Linked DNA regions of Sus scrofa: region 1 is linked to region 2. Evidence: chromatin contacts called from public Hi-C data. All regions are on one chromosome and are shown on one strand. Each heading gives the region's core, a stretch centred on a gene start, on an enhancer-like site or on the middle of the called end of the contact. The rest is flanking DNA. Distances are from core to core; before and after follow the strand shown. Region 1 has its middle 34 kb from the start of FOXL2. Region 2 holds the start of PIK3CB (phosphatidylinositol 4,5-bisphosphate 3-kinase catalytic subunit beta isoform).

What was found. A called contact is a pair of places that touch in the nucleus more often than the background predicts.
Region 1: a contact with region 2 is called in a Hi-C map of liver, with 9 times the contacts expected there. The contact joins the enhancer-like site here to the promoter of PIK3CB in region 2. A contact is called at or near these places in 2 of 5 promoter capture datasets (fetal liver and liver), 18 of 47 Hi-C or Micro-C datasets (alveolar macrophages, blood, brain and 9 more) and 2 of 2 datasets of contacts at active chromatin or transcription factors (alveolar macrophages and skeletal muscle).

The regions. Positions count from the first base shown.
Region 1 is chr13:79,672,838-79,678,594 of Sscrofa11.1, reverse strand. No RefSeq gene overlaps it. Among named protein-coding and RNA genes, the nearest start is that of FOXL2, 34 kb to the left of the region's middle. Within about 2 kb of position 2,879, at least 43 of the 83 cell types and tissues checked have an H3K27ac peak or open chromatin away from gene starts, as enhancers often do. A contact at or near this core is called in alveolar macrophages, brain, fetal liver and 5 more, where this site is marked.
Region 2 is chr13:79,607,322-79,612,993 of Sscrofa11.1, reverse strand. PIK3CB (phosphatidylinositol 4,5-bisphosphate 3-kinase catalytic subunit beta isoform) reads left to right here and starts at 2,154. Exons shown (of 25, transcript XM_021069526.1): 1 at 2,154-2,443.

The DNA of each region.
Region 1 (5,757 bases), core at 1,630-4,129, 65 kb before region 2:
TCGGTGTTAAAATATCCCTTCTTTTCTAAACTGATCATAGAATTTGGTTTTACTAATATCCTGATGTGCCAAAGCAACAACAGATAGGTCTATGTTGTTTCTCCAATAACTACCCCCATAATTCACAAGTTTCCAAAACCTGGGAACCACCACACTAGACAATGACCCAGGGTCTCATATGAGAAGGAATCTCTGGAAAACTTGGCTTCTGCACCAGATTTGCCCTACCCTGTCCACCCACAGGCTCCTGGATAAACCACAAGACATACATGAGCAGCCCTTTAAAAGAGGACACCGAGGTTTTGGAGCATTATGTGAGCAGAATTGTGGGGGGTTTTTTTGTTTGTTTTTTTACTATGAGCAGAATTGTTGAACTGGGTATTTGCAGGTATTTATTAGGAAAAAATAAATATAATGTTGTACTATGTGAGGTAGAAATGAGTATAACTTTTCTACTACTGGAACTGGCCTTCTGGTATAGACACCCCTAACTCAGAGTGGGAGAGTGGACCACAAACTTGACCTCTGCCTCTCCATAACTAGGACACTGGCCCATCATGGATGTGGCCCTTTGTGAGCAGCTCAGATCGGCTGAAATGTAGGCTCACCCATGGTGTGAGTGGCTACTTATATACCAAGGTATACCTACCTCGATAAAATAAAATTGTCTTAGCCTATGGAATGGGAGAAAACAGTTGCAAATGATACAACTGACAAGGGCTTAATCTCCAAAATACACAAAAAACTCCCACAACTCAACAACAAAACAACAAACAACCCAATCAAAAAATGGGCAGAAGACCTAAATAGATATTTCTCCAAAGAAGACATATGTTTGGCTAGTAGGCACATGAAAAAAAATGCTCAACATCACTAATTATTAGAGAAATGCAAATCAAAACTATAATGAGGTACCACTTCACCCTAGTCATAATGGCCATCACTAAAAAATTTACAAATAACAAATGCTGGAGAGGGTGTGGAAAAAAGGGAACACTTCTACACTCTTAGTGGGAATGTGAATTGGTGCAACCACTATGGAAAACAATATGGAGGTACCTTAGAAAACTAAATATAGAACTGCCTGGAGTTCCCGTCGTGGCGCAGTGGTTAACGAATCCGACTAGGAACCATGAGGTTGCGAGTTCGGTCCCTGCCCTTGCTCAGTGGGTTAAAGATCCGGCGTTGCCGTGAGCTGTGGTGTAGGTTGCAGACGCGGCTCGGATCCTGCGTTGCTGTGGCTCTGGCGTAGGCCGGTGGCTACAGCTCCGATTAGACCCCTAGCCTGGGAACCTCCATATGCCGCGGAAGCGGCCCAAAGAAATAGCAAAAAAGACAAAAAAAAAAAAAAAAAAAAAAAAAGAACTGCCATATGACCCAGCAATCCCACTTTTGGGTATATATCTGCTCAAAACTTTCAGTGAAAAAGATTTGTGCATCCCTATGTTCACAATAGCCAAGACATGGAAACAACCTAAATGTCCATCAACCGATGAATGGATTAAGAAGATGTGGCACAGGGAGTTCTCTGATGGCCTAGCAGGTTGAGGCTCCTGAGTTCTCACCACTGTGGCTCTGGTTGCTGCTGTGCAGCATAGGTTCAGTGCTTGGCCCAGGAATTCCCACGTACTGCCTGTGTGGCAAAAAAGAAAAAAAAAAAATACAAAAAAAAAAAGACACCCCAAAACACAAGAGAGAATCTGAAATAAACGTTGCAACTCTCATTAAAAGAGAAGATGTGGTACATATACACAATGGAATAATACTCAGCCATAAAAAAGAACAAAATAATACCATTTGCAGCAACATGGATGCAACTAGAGATTCACACAAGTAAGTCAGAAAGACAAATACCTTATGATATCACTTATATGTGGAATCTAAAATACGGCACAAATGAACCTATCTACCAATCAGAAACAGACTCACAGACATGGAGAACAGACTCATGGTTGCCAAGGAGAAGGGGGGGAGGGAGTAGGATGAACAGGGAGTTTGGGGTTAGTAGATGCAAACTATTACATTTAGAATGGATAAGCAATGAGGTCCTACTGTACAGCACAGGGAATTATATCCACTCTCTTGGGATTGACCATGATGGAAGATAACACAGAAAAGGAATGTATCCAAATGTGTATGACTGGGTCATTTGCTGTATAGCCAAAATTGGCACAACACTGTAAATCGATACTTTAATAAAAACAAATGAATTCATTTTTTAAAAAACAAAACAAAAACAAATAAAATTGTCTTTGAGAGAGCAAGAATCTGACAAGGACAGAGTTCCCTTGTGGTGCAGTGGATTAAGGATCAAGCACTGAAGCGGCTTGGGTCACTGCTGTGGCACTGGTTGGATCCCTGGCTGGGGAACTTCTTCATGCCCTGGGTACGGCCAAAAAACCAAAAACTGACAAGAACAACAACAACAGCAAAACTGTAATCATGTTATGCAAAAAGAGAACAATGAGAAAATTTGGGAACTGCCCCTTGCCTCTCCCCTGACTGCACCCCAGACTCCTCCAGCTGCCTCCAGTGTGGTTTCCAGCCCTAGAGGTGGATGGGTGAGCCCTACCAACAGCAGGAAGGGAAGGCTGACCCTAGGTTAACAGTCCTACCAAGAACTAGGAAAGAGAACAAGCAAACCTGCACTTCCAGGGAATACACACCTATGTTCCAGTGAAGGGGAGGACTTCTAACAGAAACCGTGAGGTATTTTCTCCGTGTTTTTTTTTTAAAAACAATAACTATGCATTCCCTTTATAATCATACATGCCTTGTCAAAACTAGAATAAAAAGAACAGTATAGATAAGTGGCGGGGATAGAGTACAGAGGAGGGAGCCCTCCCACTTGGAGCCCTCACACCATCCGTGAAGGCAGGAAACGAAACTTGAGTGCCAACATCAACAGGAACCATCCTGTTTTTGTCATTCCTCAGCAATTCAAACCCCGTCCCACCTTAATGTGCCTATTTCCAACGATCCAGGGCCCCAACCACTAAGTGAAATGGACCCGGGTATTCTAGGTTAAGGGCAGGGCCTGGAGGAGACACCCACACCAGGTTCCCTTGGGCCAAGCAGGCCCTAAAGGCGCGCTTGGGTTGCGGGGTGAGGGCCGCGGCCACCAGGTGGCGCCCTGATATCTGCTCGGGCGGCAGGCGGCTCTTTCCTACCAAAAGGGAGCGGGACAGGGGGTCCATCACATCGTGCCCGAGGGGACGCGCTTGGGGAGCGGGACAGGGGGTCCACCACATCGTGCCCGAGGGGACGCGCTTAGTGCCCGCGGACCGTGGAAGCTCGATCCCAAACCCAGGACAGGGTCGAGGGACGTCAAGTCCCACCGAGGACTGGAGGGCCACCGCCTCTGCCTTCTGACCTCGCAGCCCCTCGCCTTCCGGGAAGGCGAAGGAAGATGAGACCGGAGCTGGGACGAGGTAAAGCCAGGCTGTCCCCAAATAAGGGGACCTGGCACTTGAAAAAAGCAAATCTTGCGGATGACGCCATGGAAGAAGGCACCAGAATCTCGACCTTCCTCCCCCTTCCCCGCCGGCCCCGCCCCGAGCTTCGCCCTTCCCTAGCCCTCCTTCCTCTTCCCGTCCCGGGCAAAAGCAGAAGTGTCTGCAAGTCCGGAGGAAACGAGCCCGGGAGCTCCTGTGGTTTCCAGCGCGCTGGCAGGAGGGAGGCCCCTCTGCAGCCCCGCGCGGCGCCGACTCTGGCTGAGGGTGGCCGCCAGAGGGCGCTGTGGTGCGGAAGGGCCGCGCCCCTGAGATCAGTCGCTGTCCATTTTGGGTGCCAAGTGACCTTGAGCCCAGCGGCAGAGAGTCTCTCTTGGCCCCTAGATCCTGGTAGGATTCCTGTCGAGCCCTGAGGGCAGGCCCTCTGTCCCACTGGCTGCTGCACCTCCTACTCCTGGAACAGAAAAGAATAAGCACCATATTCACCAAGCATTGGTGAATGCTCCCGGGCTCTTGTGAGGTTTATGTTTTGTTGTTGGGGGGGAGGGGGGAACTGGAAGATTGACAGTAAAAAGTAGTAAATAGGAGTTCCTGCTCCGGTGCAGTGGGTTAAAAACCCAACAGCAGCGGCTTGGGTCACCGTAGAGGTGCAGTTTGGATCCCCAGCCCATCGCAGTGGGTTAAAGGATCCAGCGTTGATGCAGCTGTAAGCCTAGGTCTCAGCTGTGGCTTGCATTCAGTTCCTGACCTGGGTACTTCCACAAGCTGTGGGTGCGGCCATTAAAAAAAAAAAAAAAAAAAAAGTAGTAAATAGATGTCAGAAGGAGAGAGATGCTATGGAAAAAAACAAAGGAGAGGAAGAGGGATATGGAGTTGTAGAGTGAGGTGGGAATTCTTATTTTATCCAGGGTGGTCACAGAAAGCCTCTCTTATCAAAGGGAGACACTTGAGCAAATACCTAAAGGAGGGGCTGAGGGCAGCCAAGCAACTCTCTGAGATAAGAACAGAAAAATAAAGAGTTTCCTGGTGGCTCAGCAGGTTAAGGATCCCGTGATGTTACTGCTGTGGCTCTGGTTAGTGCTGTGAGGCCAGTTCCATCCCTGGCACAGGAACTTCTGCCTGACGTCTTGACAAAAAAAATTAAAAAGTAAAAATAACAGAAAAATAAGGAACACTTCACACTTGTGTTAAAAGAATTTTCAAGGCAGGATGCCACACTAGGCAACAGCCCCTCTGATGTGACACCTGTCTGCCCCACTTCAGCCAGCCATGTATCCATCCAACCATTTCTTTAGTCAGCTGTCCAGATCCCAAGTGGCTGTGGCTATGGCGTAGGCTGGCAGCTATGGCTCCAGTTCAACCCTTAGCCTGGGAAGTTCCATATGCTGCAAGTGCAGCCCTAAAAAGCCAAAGGAAAAAAAAAAAAAAAAGAAAGAAAAAGCCCTAACTTGACTTGTTACTTTAATAGTCAGTCAATATCTATCAAAATTTCAAAATGCACATATCTTTTGACCCAGCAATTCTACTTCTAGGAGCTTATCCTAAAGATATACTTGCACATAGACTCATAAGCAAGAAAGTTTGTGCCAGCATTGTCAAAGCTGGAAACAACCTTATTGTCCATCAACCCAGGATTAGTTAAATAAATTATGATGCATCCATCCCGTGAAAGATTGAGCAACCACTAGAATTAATGAAGCAGATCTATATGTGCTGATGTGGAAAAATCTCCAAGATGCATTGTTAAAAATACACAGTGATAACAATAAGATACCACTTCGTGCACATTAAAATGGCTAATATTAGAAAGATTGACAGCACCGAATATTTGTAAAAATGTGCAGCTGGAATCTATACACTCTGCCAGTGTTTGTATAAAATTGTACAACCTAATAGATGAAAACTATTGCCCTTGGAATGGATAAACAATGAGATCCTGCTGTATAACACTGGGAACGATATCTAGTCACTTATGATGGAAAACGATAATGTGAGAAATAAATGTGTACATGTATGTGTGACTGGGTCACCTTGTACAGTAGAAAATTGACTGAACACTGTAAACCAGCTATAATGGAAAAAATAAAAATCATTATAAAAAAATTAAAAAGGAGCATAAAAAATTTGTACAACCATTTTGAAAACAGTTTGACAGGTTGCGTTTGTTTGATTGTTTGTTTTTATTTTTTGTTTTTGTCTTTTTAGGGCCACACTCTTGGCATATGGATGTTCCCAGGCTAGGGGTTCAATCAGAGCTGTAGCTGCTGGTCTACACCACAGCCACAGCAAAGCCAGATCCGAGCTG
Region 2 (5,672 bases), core at 905-3,404:
ACAGTTGATTCTTGGATTCCATTACCTATGGACAATCCAGTTGTTCCCAGTTTGTTGTTTGTGTTTGTTTTGCACTACAAATAATACAGTATGAATCTATGTTAGTTTCCTGGGGGAGCTTTAACAATTGCCACAAACTGGGTGGCTTAAAACAACAGAAATTTCTGCTCTCCCATTTCTGGAGTTCCAAAATCTGAAATCAAAGCATTGGCAAGCTCTGAGACTCTGTGTCTCTCTCCTAGTTTCTGGTAGCTGCTAGCAATCTTTGGCATTCTTTGGCTTGTTGATACCTCACTCCCAACTCTGCCTCATTCTTCACATTACCTTTATCTCTATGTCTCTATTTCAAATCTTTCTCTGCCTTTCTCTTAAAAGGATGCTGGTCATTGGATTTAGGGCCCACCCCAAATCTGGGATGATCTCATTTCAAGGTCCTTAACTAACTACATCTGTAAAGATGCTTTTTCCAAATAAGGCTATGTTCATCTATCTTTTGGAAGGCTACCATCCAACCACTACAGCATCCTTGTATATATCCTTACAAATAGTATTTTCTTTAGTTTTTCCGTAGGGCAGAGTTAATGTATTTTTGGTCAATGTGTAGGAATTTTAAACTTTAATACTATTCCCAGATTATACCTAGAAAGTTTGTAGCAATTTACAGTCCCATCAGAGATGTACCAGGGCTTGTTTCCCTATGTATCATTGATTGGTCCTGCTAATGTTTGCCAATCTAATGAGTGAAAAATGGATTAGTGTTTTAATTTGCTTTTCCATGACTATTAGTGAAATAAGTGTTTTTTAATGAACGATTTGGATTTTCTCTTCCATCCATTATCTGCTTGTATACTTTGCCCATTTTTAAAAAACACTGGGCTATTTGGCTTTTTTAAAAGTCCATTTATAGAGACTCCTTTATGTTAAAGATACAGTGTGTCTGTCATATGTTTTGTGCAGTTTTATTCTTTTTTTTTTTTTTTTTTTTTTTTTGTCTTGTTAGCGTGTGATATCATGTAAAATATTTAGGTAGAATTTTTTTTTTCCTCTTTGATGATTCTGGGCTTTCTGTCTTGCTTTAAGTTTCCCCTCACTAATATTATATTACCACTCTTTAAAAATTTTACTTGAAGTCTTTGTCTTGTCTATTTTTATGTCTTTAACTCTTCTGGAACATATTTTTGAATATGGTATCATTCTATATTTGAATTATTACGAATAACCAATTACAGCAGGATCATTGATCATATAAACTATTCTTTTGTCACCAACTTTTTTGCTACCTTTGCTTTATATTAGGTGCACTTGAGATTCCATCCCAGACTATTAAACTAATTTGCCTGAGCTATTACAGTAGCAGTAAGTTACAACAATTTTACCATAAGTTAAAATTCTTATTTTACCGTATTTTATTTTTTTAGGTTTTTATTTTTTCTGTCATATGTGATTTACATTGTTCTGTCAATTTCTGCTGTACAGCAAAAATTTTTGTTTTCAATAATGAAATTCAAGTGTGCCAACAAAAGAGGACTGTGAAACTTCCCCGGTTGAGGTCAAAGATAACAGGAGATAAGATATGCGAACAAGGCTCGGGTAAACTGTAAGACTGCATCCAAATGTTGTTATCGCAAAAATGAACACACAGAAAAATAATCTTGGGCTTGGAAGTCTGGATTTTTGCTTTTATGACCAGTGCAGGGATTGAAGGTCCAGTTGTGGGGCATCCCACCTAACGACCCCACCCACAGAACAGAAGTGACGAAAAGGAGGAGGGAAAAGCAAAGTACAGTGCCCAAGAACCGAAAGAACGGTCCAGTCGCAGAACTGGGGAAAGTGACTGGGAAGAGAAGGCCAGCAAGGAAATCTAGGAAGAGAAGGGTCTCTCGGAGGCGGCTACGAAGGCCCAGGGCAGGTGGTAGCTCTCTCTTTAAAGGCAACTTGCTGGGGATTCCCGATCCCGAGTCCTCCGGGAGCCGCAAGCAGGAGCGGAACTGCTGCACAGCAGCGCCGATGCTGGGAGGTAGCTGGAGAGGGCTGAGCGGCGGTTCCGCCCATCTACCCGCTCTACTGGCCCGGCCCGGCACGACCTAGCCCGGCCCAGCCCGGCCCGCAGATCGGGGATTGGCCAGAGCGGCGCGCGGGGCGGGGCGGGGGCTGCCGGTAGGCGGGCCTGGGAGGCGGGCCTGGGAGGCGGGCGCGGGCGCGCGGGCGCGGGCGCAGCACGGCGGCGGCGCGCGCGTGCTCCGTGAATCGGTGGTTCAGCGGCGGCGAAGGCGGCGGAGCGGGCCATGGCAGTGGGCGGCGGGCTAGTGTAGCGCTGCGCGAGTCAGGCGGGCGGGGACTGAGACGGGGATGGGGGTGCTGCAGCTGGACGGTCGCGGTGGCCTGGGCTGCTGACCGCGCACCCGGAGCCGGGAACCGGCGGCGGCGGCGGAGCCCCGGGCAGGTGAGTGCGACGACGCGGGACCCGGATGCGGCGGGGCTGAGGGGCGGCGCGGTCGAGGCGGGCCGCCGAGGTGCCCCCGCGCGGCCCGGCGGCGCGCTCTTGCCCGCCGCAGCCTGCGGCGCCCGTGACTCTGGTGCCAGCGCCGCGCTTCCTGTCCGCGCGGAGGACACCGGCCCTCCAGCCCGCTGGGGCGCCTCGCTCGCCTGCGGCCCTCCCGGGGTTCTCCGAGGTGCGGCGCTTCCCGGCCTCCGGGCGGCATAGACGCGGCCGGGTGTCCCGGGCTGCCGGCACTTTGGGTCCGGTTTCTGAGGGACTTCTCGGGGAGAGGCGGCGTCCTCGCCCCCTGCGTCCGTGCGGACACCCGCGAGCTCCCGACCCTCAGGTGCCTTTTTGCGTTGAGTGTATTTTAGGGGCGGGCATCCTGGAATGCTGGGGGTATAGTCGTATTTTCAAATCCCAGCGCCGCCACTGACCAGCCCTGGGGCCTTGGACTAAAGTATCCGGGTTTGTATATGGGAATAATTATGCGTACTTCACAGGGTTGTTGTGAAGCTAGGACAGGATGATGTGCATGACCAAACAGCAAGTGCTTGGTCAGTGGTAGGCTGTTAGGAGAAACTCTGCTGCAGCATCTTCCTTGGTTGGCTATTGCTGATTCCTGGCTGCGGGTGCGGGTGTACCTTTGGGGGCACATTTATTTCCGACGTGCCTTGATGTTGCAGTAACCTCCACTGAAGTTACTTTAATTGGAGCCTGTTATCTTAGAGCTAAAACAGAATCCTACAGTCTCATCCTGGAGTCTCTTTTCTTGCTAAGGCTGCCTTGGAATACCTGTCTCAGGTACTGAGTGGAAATTACTGTTGAAATAAAACCCAACGATTTTAGGATTCGCTTCGATGAAAGATGGTGGGTCACATTCAACTTGAAGTACTTTGTTTAAATAATCTTAAGTGACACTTAAGCTCTGTCACTTGTTACAGAGTATAAACAGAATATGGAAACAGACTCCTTTTTCTGCATTGCTACATCTGAAGGGAGTGACAAGTGCTTTTGTAAACATGATTGTGGGCAGTATTACTGTCTGGTGAAGTCATCATAATTAAATTAGATGAGTACTTATTTTGAAGCACTGAATGGATGTTTGGAAATATGATTCCTAATAAAATCATCTCTAACGAGTCAGAATTCTCAGCAGTTCATTAATCATTTGGGGATTTTTGGCTACGCTGTAAGAGTTTTATGGTAAAAGCAGAACTGTTTAAGTCATGATAATGCGGCATAGGAGAGGGTGGTCATGATAAAGATCTTAACCTAGTTTCAGAAGGCAAGTGTGGAATAAAGTAAAACTCTTAATTTTTTATTTATTTATTTTTTTGTCCTTTGGGGCCACACCTGAGGCATATGGAGGTTCCCAGGCTAGGGGTCTAATCAGAGCTGTAGCTTCAAGCCTACACCACAGCCACAGCAACTCCGAGCTGTGTCTGCGACTTACACCACAGTTCACGACAATGCCAGATCCTCAACCCACTGAGCGAGGCCAGGGATCGAACCTACAACCTCATGGTTCCTAGCCGGATTTGTTAACCACTGAGCCACGACAGGAAAAAATCTTAATTTTTAGTCACTAAGGCAAGAATGACTGAAACCAAAAACTTTGTCATACAACCTTAGATTCACATCCTAATAAGGGTCTTGTACCTTCAGTGTGTTTTTTAGAAGTGGAGAAAATTGAGTTGGGTTTTGATTGATTGCTGTTTTGCACCTCTTGTTTGTGTTTTCTGCTTTGCTGAGAGACTCATTCATAAAGGCTTTTGATCCAGCTTGCTTCGTGAAATGTAAACAAAATACGTAGAAAAATTAAAAATTAACCTTGTAATCTAAATTATGTTCTTCCTTGTAGTCTAATTGTGTTCTTCCTAAGTTATGATCTTCCTTGATAGCTCACTGGTGAATCCAACAGTAGAAGCACTGCTAACCACTCTGCAGAGGCTAGGGGTCAGAAGGCATATCTTGCTTCATAGGCCTGATCCTGGGTCCCAAATAACTGGGACTTTGGGGACATCAACCAGTTTTATTCATAGAAACTTGAGAGTGTGTGTGGCCAGTAGATTGGGAGGGTGGTGGAGGATTAGAGAATCACATTGTATAAAGGAAACTTCCAGGGTAGCACACTTTTATGTTTTTCTTTCTCTTGTTCTCTTACTGTCTTTTGTTGACTTTTTCTTCTCTTCCTGAATTCAAAACATCCTAATGCCTCAGGGCTTCCCAGCCTGTCCCTCTGCTTTCTTCTACCTGTTCTCTCTCTGGTTGATCTCATCATGTCCTGTGGTTGAGATACTATCATTGTGCTGTTGACTCTCACATTTTTATCTCTAGTCCTGAACTTCAAATTTCTACCTGCCTACATATCTTCACTTCTTACATGCCCCCCCCCCCCTTTTTCTGGCTGTGGCATGCAACTTGAATCTCAGTTTACAGACCAGGGATTGAACCTGGGTCAAAGAGGTGAAATCACAGAGTCCTAACCACTAGGCTACCAGGGAACTCCCTTCATTTGTCTGTCTTAAACTTAACATGTTCAAAATGGAGTTCTTGATTTCCATTCTTCAACTATTCCTACCCCAGCAGTGTCCATTTCATAGAGCACCTCTCTGCCCCTCTCTTCCACCTGCTTAAGTGAAAAATCTGATGGTCATCCTTAATTCCTTGCTTTGCTTCACTGCTCCCCTGCACCCTCAAACAATCAGTTCTTTGGCAAACTCTGTTGATTTTGCCTCTAAAATATATACTGAATATATTTACTGCACTTTATTTTTATTGCTATCACTCCAGTTCTTCCTGAGTAATAGCTTCCTAATTGGTCTCCTTGCCTCTGGTCTTGCTCCCCCACTGTCTGTTTTCAAACAGCAGTCAGGGTGTAAGTTCCAGGGCCTGGGACCTATGCCACAACTGAGGCAACTCTGGATCCTTTAACCCACTGAGCCAGGCTGGGGAATGAACCTGTACCTCCTCAGTGACCTAGCCATTGCAGTCAGATTCTTAACTCATAGCAGGAACTTCTCCAATAGCTTATTACACTAAGTAAATCCAGATTCTCTACCTGCATTATCAGCTAATTATCTTGCCTCTTTTCTTGTTCACTTGTTTATGGTCTTTCCCCTCTAACATACTATAAGCTTTCTGATAGCAGAGACCTGGTTTCTCTTCCCTGGGGTATTCTCAGTAACCA